Linked DNA regions of Sus scrofa: regions 1 and 3 are each linked to region 2. The links are chromatin contacts, called in public Hi-C maps. All regions are on one chromosome and are shown on one strand. Each heading gives the region's core, a stretch centred on a gene start, on an enhancer-like site or on the middle of the called end of the contact. The rest is flanking DNA. Distances are from core to core; before and after follow the strand shown. Region 1 holds the start of SEC62 (SEC62 homolog, preprotein translocation factor). Region 2 holds the start of RPL22L1 (60S ribosomal protein L22-like 1). Region 3 holds the start of TNIK (TRAF2 and NCK-interacting protein kinase).

Evidence for each region. A called contact is a pair of places that touch in the nucleus more often than the background predicts.
Region 1: a contact with region 2 is called in a Hi-C map of heart right ventricle, with 3 times the contacts expected there. The contact joins the promoter of SEC62 here to the promoter of RPL22L1 in region 2. A contact is called at or near these places in 2 of 47 Hi-C or Micro-C datasets (embryonic fibroblasts and heart right ventricle).
Region 3: a Hi-C map of liver shows a contact between it and region 2, with 3 times the contacts expected there. The contact joins the promoter of TNIK here to the promoter of RPL22L1 in region 2. A contact is called at or near these places in 2 of 5 promoter capture datasets (fetal liver and liver) and 2 of 47 Hi-C or Micro-C datasets (liver and skeletal muscle).

What each region holds. Positions count from the first base shown.
Region 1 is chr13:108,658,643-108,662,539 of Sscrofa11.1, forward strand. It overlaps SEC62 (SEC62 homolog, preprotein translocation factor), which reads left to right and starts at 1,844. Exons shown (of 8, transcript NM_001105305.1): 1 at 1,844-1,879. The coding sequence starts at 1,844.
Region 2 is chr13:109,498,077-109,502,174 of Sscrofa11.1, forward strand. It overlaps RPL22L1 (60S ribosomal protein L22-like 1), which reads right to left and starts at 1,419. Exons shown (of 4, transcript XM_003358680.5): 1 at 1,280-1,419. The coding sequence starts at 1,288.
Region 3 is chr13:110,050,420-110,054,484 of Sscrofa11.1, forward strand. It overlaps TNIK (TRAF2 and NCK-interacting protein kinase), which reads right to left and starts at 1,926. Exons shown (of 30, transcript XM_021071173.1): 1 at 1,440-1,926. The coding sequence starts at 1,496. It overlaps LOC106507999 (a long non-coding RNA gene), which reads left to right and starts at 2,057. Exons shown (of 6, transcript XR_002338109.1): 1 at 2,057-2,670; 2 at 3,776-3,874.

The DNA of each region.
Region 1 (3,897 bases), core at 594-3,093, 840 kb before region 2:
AATGAATGGTCAATATTGTCAAATACATAATGAGATGTTACAAAAGAAGCTATTGAATTTGACATGAATTATTAATGGATGGTTGACGTAGAAACCAAATCATTGTAGTGTAAGGAGTAAATGTCAGTAAGAATGTAGGGACAGTAATTTAAAACTCTTCTGATACACCGTCGCAGGTGCAACCGTTAAAAAAAAAAAAAAAAAAAAAAAATTCTGCAGAAAAAGGAGGTGGGGCAGTAGCATCATTGTCCACAAATGGTTTTCTTCCCCATCATAGTCCTAGCCTAGCATTTTGAATCTGGTAGGCATTCAGCATCTATTAAGTGCAATAATACTTTCATTTATAAACAAACTTTCCTATGAAAAGAATCCATGTTCTCTAAATGAAACAATACCAAACAGTTCTATCCTCCTTTTGGATGGAGAGAAGGACTGAAGGAAATAAAGACATTTCATACCCAGTGTTATGTTTTGGGTTGACTGATAGGAATCATCTTTTTTTCACCCCATCTCTGACTATATATACCCTAATTATTAATTATAGGGGGGAAAGGAATTAAATGACTTGCTGACCCTGCCCTGAGAGTGCATAATTGCCTAGTCCAGAAAAGAACTTCAGCCATCTTATTTTATAAAACAATAGACATCAATATGATACTATTTGTCTTAATATTTAATTGCTATTAGGTTACATATATAATATGGGAAATGAACTTTTAAATGATATAATAAATGCTCAACATAGCATTAAGTGAAAAAAAAAGGCTACTGCATAACATATGCAGTATATTTTCAGTTGAGGAGGAACTGAGAAACATGTAAATACAAATATACACACACACAGTAGGAAAAAATACTGGAAGAAAATAATAACAGATCTCTGGGCGGTAGCGTTAGGGGTTTTTATTTTTGTCTTTTCTGTATTTTCCCAATTTTTTACCATTTAAAATGCTTTAAAATTTCCATAAAATCATGGGAATTTCTATCTAAAAACACTAGCATTTTAAGCCCATTCTCTTTGATCTAGGTACCTCTAAAATAATAGTTACAGCAGTAAATTCACCAGATTCAAAGTAACCTGCAATCTTCTTCATTCCCAATTCTTAAGAATCTTTCTCCTATTCATTAGTTGCTTCTATTTCCCTGGGTTCTCTTTGACTCTTGGATTCTAAAGGTGCGTTTTCAGAAGCAACATCAAAAACGGAATAGCGAATCGAAAGTTTGTTTCAGATGAACCTGACTACCCCCAACATTGCACAAGGAAAGATAATTGGCTTAGATTTCGGCTGTGCCGTCGTCTACCAACTGTGGAGCCTTCGATAACTTAGTTCATGTCGCTGCACCTCTGTGGTCTCAGCTTTCCCATCTTTAAAGTGGGCTTAGAATTTACACGTGGGGAATGGATAGGACAGGGCTCATTGGCAAGAGAGTGCCACAGTTAGAGACGTCTATAAATCCTCTGTGAAAGGCTCCACCCAAAACGAACCAACTCCTAGGGGGGTGGGGCCCGGGAATCTGTATTTCAGTAGCTTCCCAGGTGTCAGATGCTCAGTCAGTTTTGAGAACGGAAGACTTTTTCCAGTCCTTACGTCCTTTGATCTACTTTTCAACTTCCTTCTGGTCCCAGCGATTTCCAGTTCCTGCAACAAAAGTAACCGAAGAAAAACGGGAGACAAGGCGCTGCCAATACTCCCGGGGCTCGCCTGGGTATCCGCCTCTCGCCAGCTTCCCTCCCCCGCCGCCAGCCGCCAGGTTATATAACGGGCTCAGCAGCGCGCTCTCGCGAGGTTTCCAGCGCCCCCGCCTCGCTCCACGTCAGAGGGAACCGGGAGGAGCGGCCAACATGGCGGAACGCAGGCGGCACAAGAAGCGGATTCAGGTAGCAAAGTCGAGCCCTGGGATAGGAGACTTTAGGGCGCTTGAAAATGGAAGAAGCAGGGAAAGCTCCCGGGAAGGGCAAGCGAAGTCGAGGGCGAGGTGGGGTGGGGTTCCGCCGCGAGCCCGCTGGTTACGGGCTGCGTCGAAGTGAGGGGCCTGAGGGAGGGCGGTGCTGGCGACGGTGGTGTCTGAGGCGGAGATACTGGGGCAGCGGAGGAAGACCCGAGGCGCCGCTCTCGGAATCGGACGCGAAGGCGCGGCCGCCAGCCCAGGGTTCCGGTGGTGGCGCCGGCAGGGGCCTGCCCTAGGAGGTCCACGTCCGCCGAGCGCCGACACCGACCCTCCCCGGGCTCCTCCCCTCCCTTCTCCACCCCATCCTTTCGTCTTGACTGTCCCCAAATTAAGGCCACAGTAAATAGGGTAGAAGGAAGCGGAGGACCGACCTAAAGCTGCCAGTTCTTTGTGCGCAAATACGAGGACCGTATGTGGGGAGGAGTGATCTGGGTTTGGTCAGCTGCCCCGGGGGCCCAGGCGGCGATCCAGATGTTCGTTTGCGTGAACCCTCCTTTCTTCTCACTGTTATTAACTTGAGTCCAGTTGAAGCTTTCCAGCTTTCTTTCAGGCGACAGAGTGTAAATAAACACAACTTCCGTACTGCAGCGAGCGGGTTGCGCCCAGAAACCTTTCGCATGCCAGTGTGTCATCCTCATAACCTACATAGCATCCCTCCCTCATTCCACATGCCTGTCATCTGTGTATTTCTTCTTTGCAATTTCCCCCCTGTTGTTCTTGCTCTTTGCCAACAGGATTAAATACGTGGAACATCTTAGGCTCTGTATTGTCTCATTATTAGCTTGTGTGCCTAGAAACCTTCATGGGTCATCATAAGTTGATATCACATTGTAAATTGTTAATACACTAATCATAAATCGTTACACTCATCATTGTCTCTCTGTTCCTTACTATGTTATTGTTTAGAATGGCGCTCTGTCAAATTTTTATTTACCCATTTTTTAAAAGTTAATCTCTTGTCTGGCTTACACCACAGGTGATTTGAGCTATGCAAGTTAAAATTCTCCTAAAAACTTTTAAGTACTAGAAAAAAAGAAAAAGATGCCAGTGATCAGTAAATTTGGAGTTGGGCAGAAATAAGGAGTTTCAAAAAGAGCAAAGAAGGGGATCAGAAAGAGACAGATTCCCCCAATTTCAGACAGGTCATAAAAGCAAAGCTTAAGAGTATTAAAGAAGTTTCTAATTATACTGTTCCTCGTCTTTCAAAATTTAGTATTATTGGTCAGACATGGATACATAAACCTTTTATTAGAATTTGTATTGAAGTTGTGAAATTAGTACTTCCAAGACTTATCTTTGCATGAATGGTGCATTTTGTGGCCTTAAAAAAATGTCATTTTTACAGTATCAGCTGTTCTTAAAATTGTTGTAAACGTGATCCTAATTCACTTTGAAGAGCTGCTTTATTTCTAGTGTGACCTCGTATTAAGCAGAAAGATAACCTATATAGTAGTGGTGGTGACTAGCAGCAAAAATTTAAGCCAGACTCTGCCTGTTTGTACTCCAGTTTCAGTAATTATTAGCTGTGTAACTGGGCAAGTTACTTAACTTTTCCCCTCAATTTCCAAATCTCTAAGAAGAACCTGAAAAAAGACTGTCATTGGGTTGTTCTGGAAAAAAAGAGTACTTGGCAAATAACTCCTTCCCCCCACACTACCCCCAAGGATAAACGCTTTAAGATGATTTGTTTTGGTTTTTGTTAAGCATTTTGGTTTGCTGCAGAAAGATTAACAGTTATCTATAAAGTAAATAAACCTTTGAGTTGTGAGTTCCATGAAGAATAGCTCTTTAATTACCACTGTTTAGTTGGGGATCAGATAAATATGTGAGGACCTGATTGTTAAAAATCAGATTGGTATACTATTAAATGAAAATAATATTTTCCCATTCTCAAAAGTTTTCTACTTAGCTGTGCTGTGTAGAGTGGTGTAGAGATCTTTGAAGTGC
Region 2 (4,098 bases), core at 169-2,668:
CCTAGCCTGGGAACCTCCATATGCCGCGGGAGCGGCCCAAGATACAGCAAAAAGACAAAAAAAAAAAAAAAAAAAAAGTATACTTTCAGTTTCCTTCATCAGAAGATTCCTAAAGAATCCTATTTTGCAATTGGAAGAGACTAAAAGCATCTATTTTCTATTACAAGTCAAAACTAATAAATACCTATCTGCGTTGGTTTGGACCTCTAACCAGGTTCACATTGTTTCAAGTTATCAAGAAAAGTTTCGTGAAAAACTTAAGCTTCATGCAAGAATAGGATATTTTATTCTAAGGAATTAAACCTTAATGCTGTTATGGGTGAGGAAAAGGATACCAGTCTGGTGGTCTTAAAAAAAAAAAAGAAAAAGTACTTTGTTTACCATACTCTAAACTTTTCGAACAATACCACAGAATAAAGTTACACATTAAAATCCACCCACCAAAAAATGCCACTTAAACTGCTATTTTTTACCTTAGACTTGTGCCAAAAAAATTCATCCTAAACTTTCGAACAGTTAATAGCGATTCCCAGGAGCTGGGCTTGACCGAGCAATTTACAGCTCTGCTGGGCCATCAGTTAACTTCAGAAATGCAAATAATTTGTCGGTGGAACAAATATGCCCAGAGGGCTTATGGCCCCTTTGCACATTATCTAGTTTTGTATATAACCCAGCAATTTTACCCTAACACTTCAAACGCTCTTTGGACCAGCTTTAAGACCTTACTGGTCCCCTGGTCAATAAAACCTTTGAAGCAAACATTTATATTTGCCCGAGTCGTTGACTTTCACGTTTTAAAAAAATTCCTTTGTGAGGTTAACAAACTTTTCCCCCAACTTAGTTCTAAAGTTCTCTGAAACCTCTACAACCGCGGCTATCCTGGGAAATGAGAGACGCCTATCTCCCTCCGCCCTCGTAAGGCTATAAGACCCGCTCGATTACCCACATCTGCTTTCCACTGTAAAGAGTAGCAACTGCCTTACCATGCACCAGGGAGAAAAAACAAAGCCCAAATGCTGTTCTATTAGCCCCCTTCACCGTCGTGCCTCCGCTTTTCCTGCGCTCCCACCACGACCCATCCTAAGCCAATACCGGGCCCTCGCCGCGTAGCAGTTGTCAAGAGTCAGGAAAAAACTTACAACCTTAATCTTGGTTGTGTTCCTGACCCAAGTCTCCAATTCTAACCACTCTTTATCTAGAACTAGCCTCCCCCAACTCGCCACCTGAAACACACATCTACATCAAAGTAAGAATTCCCGGCGAGATCACGTTCACTCACCGGCGCCATGTTGGAGGCCGGCCACGCGGTAAGAGAGAAAGCGTCTTCCGGCAGCACGTATTTATACCAAAGCGTGCTGAGTCACGCGTCGAGAACGTAAGATCACCGCCTCCCGGAACAGACCTTGGGAGGTGCTTGGAGGCTAGTAACCCAGGAAACCGAGGGCGTGGCCTGGAGGCGCTCAGGTTTCGTAGGAGCACCGGCCAGCGGCTGTAGTTGAAATGATTCGCAGTTTTACACTGCTGGGGACAGCACGCTGGTTGACCACAGTGGTCTCTGCGGTTGCTTGCAGGGAGGCTTCTTCAGATGCACACACCGAGGAAGCAGGAAACATTAGTCACTAATCGCCTGGATCTTCTTTCCAGTCAAGTCAAGGCAATGTCTCAGGTTGCTTTGGGATTTCCTGTCTTATTTTGCATTTATAGTCTTCCAGCAAAAACTTTATTTATCTATGTTTTGACTATGAGTTTTCTAAATGACTCTTGAGGGAAATCAGTGTTTCAGAGAGCCAAAATAAACTAGATTCTTGAGGGGGAAAAAAACCTTTAAGAGAAAAATATGTAGTACTCATCTGTTCACATTTTGTAATTTATTCTTATTTTATAGGTTTTATAGGCTTTAGAGTTAATCCTAGGACACCTGACTTCCATCTAGATCTAGTAGTGGTCTGTTTCTTGATCTTGGTGGTGGGTTACATGAATATGTGTAGTTTGTGAAAATTCATCAAGCTGTAAATTTATAATCTGTGTACTTTTCTGTAAATGTATATGTTATACTTCAGTTAAAAAGGAAAACAGTTTGGCAGTTTTCTCATTGTGGTGCAGCGGAAACGAATCCAACTAGTAACCATGAGGTTGCAGGTTGGATCCCTGACGTCGCTCAGTGGGTTAAGGAGGCAACCTTGCGGTGAGTTCTAATGTAGGTGGCTAGGATCCTGCGTTGCTGTGGCTGCGGCATAGGCTGGCAGCTGTATCTCTGATTGACCCCTAGCCTGGGAACTTCCATGTGCTGCGAGTGTGTGGCCCTAAAAAGAAAAGAAAAAAATTAAAAAAAGAAAACAGTTGAAATTACTGTATGCCAGAATATGTCAAATTAGGTTAAATGAATACCTAGAAAAATACAACCTAAAATTTACATGAGGAGAAACAGAAAATCTGAATAGTCCTATATCTTTTAAATAAATTTGTAATTAAAACTTTTCCACAGGAAAAACACCCAGATATCTTCACCAGTGAATGCTACCATACATCTCAGGAAAAAATAATGACAATTGTGACAGATACCCTTTATGCCCAAACCTACATTCTGTCTATTTCTCTTTTAGGAGAGAGGAGCGTTTTTCCCCAGTTTCCTGTCCCCCATTGGTCAGGGGTTGTCCCTGGGGTGGTAACTGCCTTGTATTTTTAGGTTGTGCATGTGTAAATAAGTGTTAGTACAGAGGTTCCCGCGAGAGTCCCGTGCCTCCCAGAGAAGTCATAGAAGTGGAAGGTGAAAAACAAGTGAGGAGTTGCTGCCAAGTTGCACCTGCCCCAAAGTGGCTGCTGCTCCCTTCTTTTCCTTGAGTGAACAGTTCAGAAGTACGCTCTGCATCACTGCATGGATGATCCCAGCAGGACCAAGCCTCATTTGTCCCCAGTTTCTTCCCTCCCCCTCCCCTCCCCTCCCCTCCCCTCCTCCTTCTCCCCCTCCTCCTATCGGAGCTACAGCTGCCAGCGTAGGTCACAGTCACTTCAATGCCAGATCCGACTCCTGTCTGCGACCTACGTCACATCTCACAGCAACGCCGGATCTTCAACCCACTCAGCAAGGCCAGGGATGGAACCTGCAACCCAATGGTTCCTAGTTGGATTTGCTTCCCCCCGGGTCACAACGAGAACCGCCCCCCCCCCAGTACATTTCTTTTTGCTTACGTTTCTTCCCAGTTTCACACTTCCTGGTACCTTCTGTTACCTGGGATCATTTCCCGAAGTAAATTAAATGCATCCAGGCAATAGGCTAAGACACCAATTTTACAAACTCTTTCAGCCATCAACTTATTTATATTAATACTTATATTAATATAGTTTGATGGATGAGTTGGTGTAGAATATATCTATGATTATATTAGTGTAAATATATATTAAAGTATATACTATTAGCAAACCATATCCAACAATATGTCATGCAGCAAAGTGGGTCATTATTTGTGATTGATATGCAATTGGATATGTATAAAATTTAAAAGAATCTACAGATATGCGATGGAACATGAAAGATATATGAGAAAGTATGTGTAAAAGTATGATCGGGTCACTTTGCTGTACAGCAGAACTCGACAGAACAGTGTAAATCAGCTATAGTAAAAAAAAATTTTTAAATAGAATCTATAGGAGTTCCCATCGTGGCTTAGCAGAAACAAATCTGAATGCGAATAATGAGGTTGCAGGTTCAATCCCTGGCCTCGCTCGGTGGGTTAAGGATCCGGCATTGCCATGAGCTCTGGTATAGGTTGCAGATGCAGTTCGGATCTGGAGTTGCTGTGGCTGTGATGCAGGCCAGCAGCTGTAGCTCCAATTAGACCCCTAGCCTGGGAACCTCCATATGCCATGGGTGCAGCCCTAAAAAAATAAATATAAAAAATTTTTTAAAAATAAAAGAATCTACAGGTAAATTATCTGTGATTTAATGTGTGAATTTATCCAGATTACTGGATACAAGTTCAGGTACAAAAATCAATTGCATTTCTATAAACTAGCAATACATTAGAAGATGGAAGTTATTTTCAATAATATATGTAATATCTATGGAAAAAATAAAAGATGCATAGTACTTCTATGTAG
Region 3 (4,065 bases), core at 676-3,175, 550 kb after region 2:
GACTAAAGAAAAAGTACCACTTTCACCACAAAGGTAGTTGTTTAAAATAACCGTAGACAAGGAGGCAATGTTAAGAAAAGTACTGAAGATTTGGTATCAAGATTCCCAAGATTTAGCATCAATCTAGCAATGTATTCCTCAGGAGGGCGTGTGAACTTCCAAGCTTCACCCATCCTGTGTGTCTCTGTGTTGAGAGCCACCATCAATTCCATCTCACCGATCCTCCTTGCTTCAAGTATATACAGTCGCTTTTTTCTTTTTAATTTCATTTTTGATTCGAGAGAGGAAAAAGCCGTGCTTACATTGGTGGCCAATCCTTCTGAGACCCCCGCTGCTGCTGCCACCCCCCCCAACCCTCACCCCCTTCCCGGCAAGCAGGCAGCATCTAATTAATATGGCAAGAAAGCTCTGCCCCCTTCCCTGAAGGAGTGTGTTGGGATTGGGGGGTGGGGGTGGGGAGGCGTCGAGGCTGCACTAGGATTCCTGGTATTCTGATCTCAAAACAACAGCAAAATGGATTCTATATCAGTGATGTCTTAGTCAATACAATGAAACGGCGTCTGAGGCAATTCACGTGAGGATAAATGCAAACCAGGGGAGCTGGGGGGAGACAGGTGCTTTACAAAGGACTGGCCACAGACACGGAGAAAACACACACACACACACTCTCTCTCCCTCTCTCTCCTAGGAGTTCCGGTCTGATGGGGGCAAAGCAGAGAACACATCCCTTTCACCTGCTTAAGTTCAGCCATAAAACTGAAATGTCATAGCCACAAAGTCAGAAGGCATAGGCAGGGCTGAGTTAAAACCATAAATAAAGGTGAGTGGCAGACCGGCATTTAGGATAGCGCTGAGAGGGAGTCTGGGCACCAATGGCAGAAAAGGGGGAAGAGGGGAGGCAGGTGCCATCTACAAAACCAGCATAGCAATAGCTGTCCCCTTGGAGCGGCAGGTTCGGCTTCGTGGGGACAGCCAGGCTCACAATGTCATCTTGGAGGTAGCCGAAAAACGTGAGGGGCCAGTGCCTTTATTCACGCTGTTATTCTTTTTGCAGAAAGAGATAGTGGGATCTAGAGCCTTGGCACTAGACGACCGTCCGGGGCTTGTACACACACACACACACACACACACACACACACACGAGCCTTTCCTTTTAATGCTCTTACACCGGTCTAAGATGAAACTGGCATAATCTCCACGCGTTCTTGGGAGCGCCTTGGCTACCACCGAAGGTGGACACGAACCGTACAGCCCCTGCCGTGGGGGGCTAGCCAGGAACACCTCAGCAGATCCCCGAATCAAAATTAGAACCCAGGTTCCCTCGCGTCGCATTCGCCCGTCTCTGCCCACCAGCCACAGCCCCAGTACACACACGGAGCCCATTCAATTCACCGTGACCCAAAACACTGGAAAGAAATCGGAAAACATGTTCTGCTCACCCTCAAAGCCGAGAGATCGATTTCATCCAGGCTGCGAGCCGGGGAGTCGCTCGCCATGTCGACTTCTTCGCGGGAGAAATGGACCAAAACCACCCCGAAGCTTCTCCCTTAGAAATTCCACCTTGGTCTATTTCACTCGCGTCCTCATGCGGGTGTGGAGCCAGAGGCCCGGGGCCCAGCCTCCCCCGCCCACCCCGGCCCCACAGCGCCTGAACGCGATCTTCCGCGCGTCGGTCCACTAGTCCGGGAGCCCAACCTGCACGGATCTCCAAGCCCGGAGCCGCGGTGCGTGTGGGCTGCGCGCCCTGATCGGCTAAGGGCGCTGGGGCTGCGTGGGTGTATTTAAATGGGACATGCTTCTTTGCTTGTGCGTGGATGGCGGCTGCATTGGCTGTTATAATGAGACACATCAACTCCTCCACTCAGCTGGGGTGGGGGGGGGCGTGGAGAACCACACAGAACTGTCTATCACCGCTTCCTGGGAGGAGTAAAGGAGGAGGTGGGGGTGGGGGAGGTGGAGGAGGCGTGGTCTCCGACTCGGGAGAGGCCGCGCTTCCTGACCCGGTCCCTCTGCACCAACGTGGGTGGGGGAGGGGCACTCACCCTTTCAGCCCAGGCATTTGCAGGCTAATCGGGCTGGTTCTGAAAAGCTGTTCCTGAACCATGCCTCGCTTATCGTAGGGACAAGGGGGCTTTATTTTCGTGTGTCCAGTTCGTGCGCTGCAGCAAAATGGCCCTTCAGTCTCATTTTGAGGGGTTCTCGGCAGGGTTCAATTGCTTTAGCGCTGAAAAAAAAAAATCCAGAAGGGAAAAAAGAAAAGAGCGATGCCCTCCCTCCCCCATTAATTATTTGTGGGGTTGGAGTAGCGCGGGCTGGTGCAACCGGTGCATATAAGGACTTGTGTGGAGGGAAGAGGATCCGCCTCCAGCCGCGGAACAAATCGGGGAGACGCGCACTCTCGCAGGGCGCCCAGCCCCGGGCTTCTCCAAATTGCAACTGCCGCTGGGTCGAGACCGCCAGGGCCCCCGGGATCCCGGAGGGCAGTTATCGAGGGCAGGTCACTCGCCGCCTCAGGGTTAGGAAGGTTTGCCAGAAGCGGGAAAGCTAGCAGATCTGAGCTTCCTTTGGGCCTCGCCACACCCAGAACCTACCCATGCCGCAATTCCCGCACGGAAACGACCGAATTGAAACGAGAATTTTTCTCCGGGTGCAGTGACTTGACTGCTTCAGGTAACTCCGAAGCCAACACTGGCTAAGGCAGCACGCGCCGCCTTAGCACCCAGCATTTTCCTTTCAGGAGGCTTTTCCGCTGCTGACCTACCCAGACTGATAGAGAAAGTTTGGCTGTCGGCTAAGATGTAACACAGAAGACCTACGGCTGAGAGCGATTCCCCTCCACCCTCTTTCTCCTCTAAAGGCTGAACGTTTACAGTGGTAAACATGATATTCTGTAATCTGGAGTGTGAAGTCATTTCCCCCAGTCCCCTCGCACAGCCCTTCCTCTCTGGCCTTGTCCACGCGAAATCCATAGGATGAAATGCTAAAATTGAACTTTTCCCCCAATACAGCGGTAGCTTTGAAAGCATTTTCTCCACCTCCTTTAAGAAGAGAATTTTCTTCTAGCCAAATGCCCTGAGGGTTTTTAAATCGAGTAGTGTGAATATCAGCTTCAGAATAAGCTTTTAGATGAATGAATGGGAGCCAATGCAGTTAGTTCATCAAGACTGCAGATATCAGATTTTCAAACGTTCGGTATGCGCTCTGCTGTTTTTGTTAATAATCTTGTGTTTATTAATATGCATTGTGCATATGATGAAACTTGAAAATTGTTCCAACATCTCAGTGATCACAACATTTCTAGGAGTTACGGCCATTCAAACGTTGGAATATGTGATATTCAAAACATTAGTTTTTTCTTTTTGTTTTTTGTCTTTTTAGGGCTGCACCCATGGCATTTGGAGGTTCCTAGGCTGGGAGTCATATCCGAGCTGTAGCTGCTGGCCTACACCACAGCCACAGCAACCCCAGATCGGAGCCCCATCTGTGACCTACATCACCACTCACACTCATGGCAACACCGGATCCTTAACCCACTGAGCAAGGCCAGGGATCGAACCTGCATCCTCATGGATGCTAGTCAGATTAGTTTCTGCTCTGCCACAACGGAGCTCCTCAAAACATTAGATTTGATCTCTCATTCTCTAATAAAATCATCCAGCTCAAGGTAGTAACTGCAGCAAGCCACCAAGTAATGTCGAAATGAGGTAAAAAAAAAAAAAAACCTGTTATTTCTCATTGTCCTTATTTTTCCCTTCTCTGTGCCTTTTTTATCTAGATTAATGTGTTGTCTCAGTGTGGAAAGAAAATAATTAAGATCCAGGTATTGAGATCTGTGAACAGAACTATTTTTAAAACTCCAAGCATGAAAAATGAGGTAAACATTTTTTTCAAGAACCTTCATTGTATACCCCAAATCTTATCTGAATCATCACAAATAGTTCATTTCTTTTAACATTAGACAGCTGTTCAGGCTGTGAGGATGTCATGATTCTGGCACTAAATTCTACCTTGGGTTTAGAAACAGGTTAGAAAACCATATATTCAGTACAGTGATGTGTACTAAGT